2 separate regions of the Mus musculus genome follow, and region 1 is linked to region 2. Evidence: chromatin contacts called from public HiChIP or PLAC-seq data. All regions are on one chromosome and are shown on one strand. The core of a region is the stretch at or near the end of the contact, and the rest is flanking DNA. Distances in the headings are between cores, read along the strand shown.

Region 1 (2,700 bases), core at 37-2,536, 550 kb before region 2:
ACTATCATGCTATGTATTTGATTAAAAGATTTTCCCACTTATCACCCAGATGTTTAAGGTCAGAAAGACTCACCCACGTCTGCTTAAGTAGCAAGCTATTCCCCCTCTCAGCATCCAGAGGCAAATGAGAACAAGGCCCAACCCAGAGAAATTAACTGGCAGTGATGATGGCGGCACAGATCTAAGGCACAGATCTGGGGGTTGTTTGTAATCCACAAGTGTTCAAGGTGAATCAGGGCAGAAAAGCTAAATAAAGGGATGTGAACGTTAAAAAAGGCAACTGCGTGATGCTATCCAGGAACCATCTAAGGAAAAACTCCAGCGAGACAGATTGAGAATTTTAAAACAACACCCTCCATGCCGACTACCCCGTGACATCTGTTAACACAAGACACAGAGCCATTTCCTGGAAAGTTTTTTTTCGTGTTTATAAGGGTGAGACCCTCTTGATGTTTTTGTGACTTTAATTAAAGAGCTGAGGGATGGAACTGCATCCCAGGCATGTCCCAGGAGGGAACTGGTTGTACACAATGCCTCACATTCAAACAGAAAGAGAATAAAACCAGCCAACGATCCAGGTGTCGTTGATTTTACATGGATGATAATGTATTATTCTTGCAAAAAAGGGTGGGAGGGAAGTGCTCCTCAGAGGAGACATGCTTTTGAAGGTGTTTCGTTAATATCTTTTTTTTTTACACTTTCTTTTCCTTTTTTGAGTATATTTAGCAACATCAAGCAAACCAGAACACGGGGACGGAGGAGAGGAAGACACAGAGCGGGTCTCTGTGGCGGGGAGGGGTGAGGAGGTGAGGGCAGAGGGGAGGCAGGGAGCACAGTTAAGTGGAGGCACAGAAGATGCTCTCTAACTTTTCTGTAAATTAATATGAACTAAACTTATCCTTGTCTAGCTTCAGATGAATGAGATTCAAGCTATGATGTATTTATCAGGCTCTGCACAATTACTGGGGGATTAACCCTAATCTAATCCTCTATGCTCCTCTGGCTGCTTCCCCAGCTGTGCTCCCCCAACACTTGCTGTTTGAGTCTTCCTGGGTTATTTCTGCTCCTGCAGTCTGGGGTCTTGGGGAGGCATTTTATTTGGGCTCTTGCTGCTGGTGCATCATGACTAATGGAGACCTCCTGTTCTACAACCCCCAGCCTGGTAACCCAAACTCCACCACTCTCCATTCTCCCAGTAATTGGCTCTTGCCAGTTTTTATTTAACCAATAGTTTTAAATTAGGGAGTAACGTTTGCATAATAAAGGTTGGTGTGCATGGGAGTTGTCTGGTCTTGGGACAACCAGATCTTGGGATGCAGAATTTAGCATATGAATACAAGCAGTACCAGACCAACCCCCAACACTTTTCTTCGAATCTGCCATTTTGGCATCAGAAACCTGCTTGCTGAGTTAAGGAAAAGGTCCTCAGATATTAGTGTGCCTAAGGACCATTCCAGAAACAACATTCACAGGTTTCTGGGAATGCACACGCAGAGATGCGGGTTTAGTAGGACTGGGGTGGTGGTGCTGGAAGGAGGCCATGGGCAAGCACCCGCAGTGTTCAGTGTGTCTCTGTTTTGTGAGGTCCTTTAGGTCCTGTCCACTCTAGCTCCACTTTCTCAAAAGGAGACATGGCTGGAGAGAGCTGCTGCCCAGCCACGCCGTGGAACCAGATTCCAGGAGACTTCAGTTGAGTCTCAGCTCCATCCATTTAGCTCTGTGATTTGGAATCAGAGCGTTAAATGGTAGGAGGTTCAGTTTGTTCATCCTAATTGATTGTATAACAGGAGAACCAATATAAAGCTGGAAGGCTGTGCCATGCCCGAAATCAACACAGTGGAGGCAGATTCAGGATGATCCCTGGGGCTCCTTGGTCAGCTACCATTACCTCGTTAGTGAGCTTCAGGTTCAGTGAGAGACCGTGTGTCAAAAAATAGAGCACTCAAAAGGCACTCTAGAGGCAGAGGTAGGCAGATCTTTGTGAGTTCAAACCAGCCTGGTCTACATAGCAAGTTCTAGGTCAGCCAGGGCTACATAGCCTTAGGAAAAAAAAACAGGATAGGTAGAGAATGTTTGAGGAAAACACCATGTCATCCTGTGGTCTCCACAGGTATGTGTACATGTGTATGTGCATGCCTGCATACATGAGCACACACGTGGACAAGTATTCATACAATCTAAAAACAGAAACATATGATTGTCTGGACATGGTGGCTTGTAGCTGCTACCCCCTGACTCAGCAGAGTGGGCAGGAGGTGGCCGACTTGAGCTATGCTACAGAAGTCTATCTCAAAAACAGAATCCAAAATACTTTATTAAGTAAAACAACGAAGAGAAAAGTCTCAGAAGTCCTCTTGGATTCTGTAAAGCACAGAAATAGTTACCAAACTCCTGTTGTCATTCTCTGTGCTAGGTGTTGAATTTGTAGCTCAAGAGACAATAACAGAAAGGTATGGCAACCCTCAAGGCTGCCAAGAAGGCTCCAGTGGCTACTGAGAGGCCAAGAGAGGCGAGCTGAGCATTCATGTCAGTGGTAAATGTTGGAGGAGAAGATCTTAACCCCACAGCTTGCTTCTGCTTTCAGGCTATTAGCTGTGAATCATGTGCTTAGGATGAGTTCTGTGTATTTTTACACTTGAGATATCTTAATAAGTGTTGAGATGCACCAATAGTAGAGTATAAGGGAATAACTCTCCATTA
Region 2 (2,700 bases), core at 153-2,652:
ACCCAGAGGGAAGAGAGTCTTACCCATGAATTAACTCACCAGGACAGACAATCTCACTTCATTCTCTGAAACCTTACTCTTTTCTTCAAAATACCATGGATTCTTAGACTTTCAGAAGGATTGTAAAGGGGGTGATTTCAGCATTCAGACCATATTTTTAATTTTTGCAACTCTTTTCTTGGTCAGGAATACTCCAATAGGCACAATCACTCACACAGAGAACCTTAATCATAATTTTTATTACATTACATTGAAATTAAAGAGCTCTCACTACTCTAGGTCTTCATCTTTGAGCTTTTAACTCTACCACATATAAAGTAAAATAACCAAATAGTTCATAGAATAACTTTGTCAGTCTCCACAATTTATTATCATACTCTTAAGATATCATTATATGCAATGAAAGAATGTCTGAAAGGAATACATTGAGATAAAGTATATGTTTCAGATTTGGGTAATTTTTTCAAATAGTGATTGTCTGTGTCCTATGTTAGGCAGAGACACGGGTGGGTTTTTGTTTGCTTGTTTGTTTTAGTTTGGCTTGAGTCTATTTCTGAAACCATCCATAAACGCCATCTCTCTGGTTAGCAGTCAGTCGCATTGATATGGTGATGTCTGTCCTCAGCGCGGCTTCCTTTGTATCTCCTACTTGGGGTCTCAATGGCAATGGAGTGGGAGCTGTCTCTGTCCTGAGTCCCTGAAGCCCAGGTTGTGTTTGTGTATGGGGAGAGTTAATGAGAACAGAATGCCTTTCTTCCCCCAGCTTCCCCAACCCCATCTGTTCAAACAAAAGGCTGAAAGGGAAAGAGAAGGAGACCCTGCTGGTCAAGGGGGGAGGAATAATAACATATATCCTTGGGCAACATTTCAGCACATGCAACCCTTTTACACTGAGCTTAAGCTTTTATTCAGACAAAAGAAGTCAGACCAATGTCATTTTTTATTTTTTTTTTCAAAAACCAAATTAAGAAAAAAAAAAACCTACATTAGGCCCAAAGGCTTAGGTTATCTTTTTTTTTTTCCTCCAATGACTACATTTATAAGTCTAAATTGGAAAATAGAAAATATAAATAGGATGAAAAAAAGAAGCATTTTGATTCTAGTGAAATGTACAGAGTTACCCATCTGTGTGGGCTGCTGTGCAAGACTTTCATTAAAAGAAATTACTAAAAGACAAGTGTTCTCACTTACTTTGCCTAAAATTCAAATAGAGCCGGTTCATGCTGCCACAACAGGGAGGAGAGAAGGCATATTTACTTCCCTTTACTTCCCAAGAGGAGTCCAGGAGAACGGCAGTGTCCAGTGGACAAGAAAGGGCTTCTTCCAGTCAGTGCCACACAAGAGCCACTGGAACCCTGGGTGGCCAGACCGACTTCCTGAAGCAGCTCACTGAGGTTCCCTGGCTCCTAGCCTATCCAAGGCTAGCCTTGTGGGATGATGGCACAGAGCTGGCTAATGCTCTGCTACACACTGCTCTCCATCAAAATAGGAGAGGAAACGATTTGATGATTTGAGATTATCCCGTTTAAGCAACAGCCATTAGGTCCTCTCACCAAGATGGAAAAGTAACTTGGTGGTTTTTTTGTCTGACAAAACTTACATTTCAAGTTGGTTGTCCCCACGGCTGTGCCGTAGTCATATGCCTGCAGGCTTGTCTTTTTCTCTTTCTTGGAAAGTGTCTAACCGATTCTGTTCTGTCTAGAGTTAACACTGATGGTTGCACTCTTATGAGGAGAGACTCACGAATGTAGACTGTTACGAAGTTAAGATGTTTGGGTTTCTCCATATTTAAGAAAGGGAAGAACCCATTTTGGGGAAGAGTTTTAGATAGCCTTTTTTTTTTTTTTTTTTTTTTTTTTTTTTTTAAAAGATTTATTTATTTATTATATGTGAGTACATTGTAGCTGTCTTCAGACACACCAGAAGAGGGAGTCAGATCTTGTTACGGATGGTTGTGAGCCACCATGTGGTTGCTGGGATTTGAACTCTGGACCTTCGGAAGAGCAGTCGGGTGCTCTTACCCACTGAGCCATCTCTCCAGCCCCTAGATAGCCTTTAAAGAGTGAAGAAATGTCACCATGAGGCTGGAGAGATGACTCAAAGGTTAAGAGCCCTGGCTGCTCCCATGTGGCAGTTTACAAACATCTGTGACTATCACTCTTGAGGATCTGCTCTTCTCCCTCTGCAGCCACCAGGCCCAAATGTGGTACACAGACATATATGTGCAGGAAAGCACTCTGACACCTAGAAGAAATACTTTTTTTTAAGGAAGATTTTTACAGCATCTCCTAGGAACTGGCATCACTCAGCAAAGTTTTGTAAGGAAACACGTTGGCGACACTGGGAGAAGGGCCATCAGGAGCTAATACAGCAAGCCACCTCAGGAAACTGGGAATGTGTGGTTTCTGAAAAGGGGAGATGACTCAGAACTGATGAGGGAACTTTGGAAGCTCAGGAAAGCACAGCTTGTCCATCTTGGTAGAATGTTTTTTCAGAAATGGCCAAGTTCATTGTATTGTCAGCAATCAATTATGCATGCAAGCAGAAGGGAAAGCAGAGGGGACAGTCACAGAGGGGACTAACAAAAGGCCATCCTCATCAGCTTCCACATTCTCTGTTTCTGTGTCTCTCCATCTCTGTCTCTCTGTCATTGTCTCTCTATCTCTGTCTCTGTCTCTCTCTGCCCCATCTCTGTCTCTC

Evidence for each region. HiChIP or PLAC-seq counts read pairs in DNA pulled down with a chosen protein or histone mark.
Region 1: a contact with region 2 is called in an H3K27ac HiChIP or PLAC-seq map of embryonic stem cells, with 2.7 times the contacts expected there. The contact joins two enhancer-like sites. A contact is called at or near these places in 3 of 115 datasets of contacts at active chromatin or transcription factors (all in embryonic stem cells) and 1 of 9 other capture datasets (embryonic stem cells).

Annotation. Positions count from the first base shown.
Region 1 is chr3:102,604,072-102,606,771 of GRCm38.p6, reverse strand. No RefSeq gene overlaps it. Among named protein-coding and RNA genes, the nearest start is that of Gm40112, 89 kb to the left of the region's middle. Within about 2 kb of position 1,286, at least 4 of the 459 cell types and tissues checked have an H3K27ac peak or open chromatin away from gene starts, as enhancers often do. A contact at or near this core is called in embryonic stem cells, where this site is marked.
Region 2 is chr3:102,054,108-102,056,807 of GRCm38.p6, reverse strand. No RefSeq gene overlaps it. Among named protein-coding and RNA genes, the nearest start is that of Casq2, 31 kb to the left of the region's middle. Within about 2 kb of position 1,402, at least 17 of the 459 cell types and tissues checked have an H3K27ac peak or open chromatin away from gene starts, as enhancers often do. A contact at or near this core is called in embryonic stem cells, where this site is marked.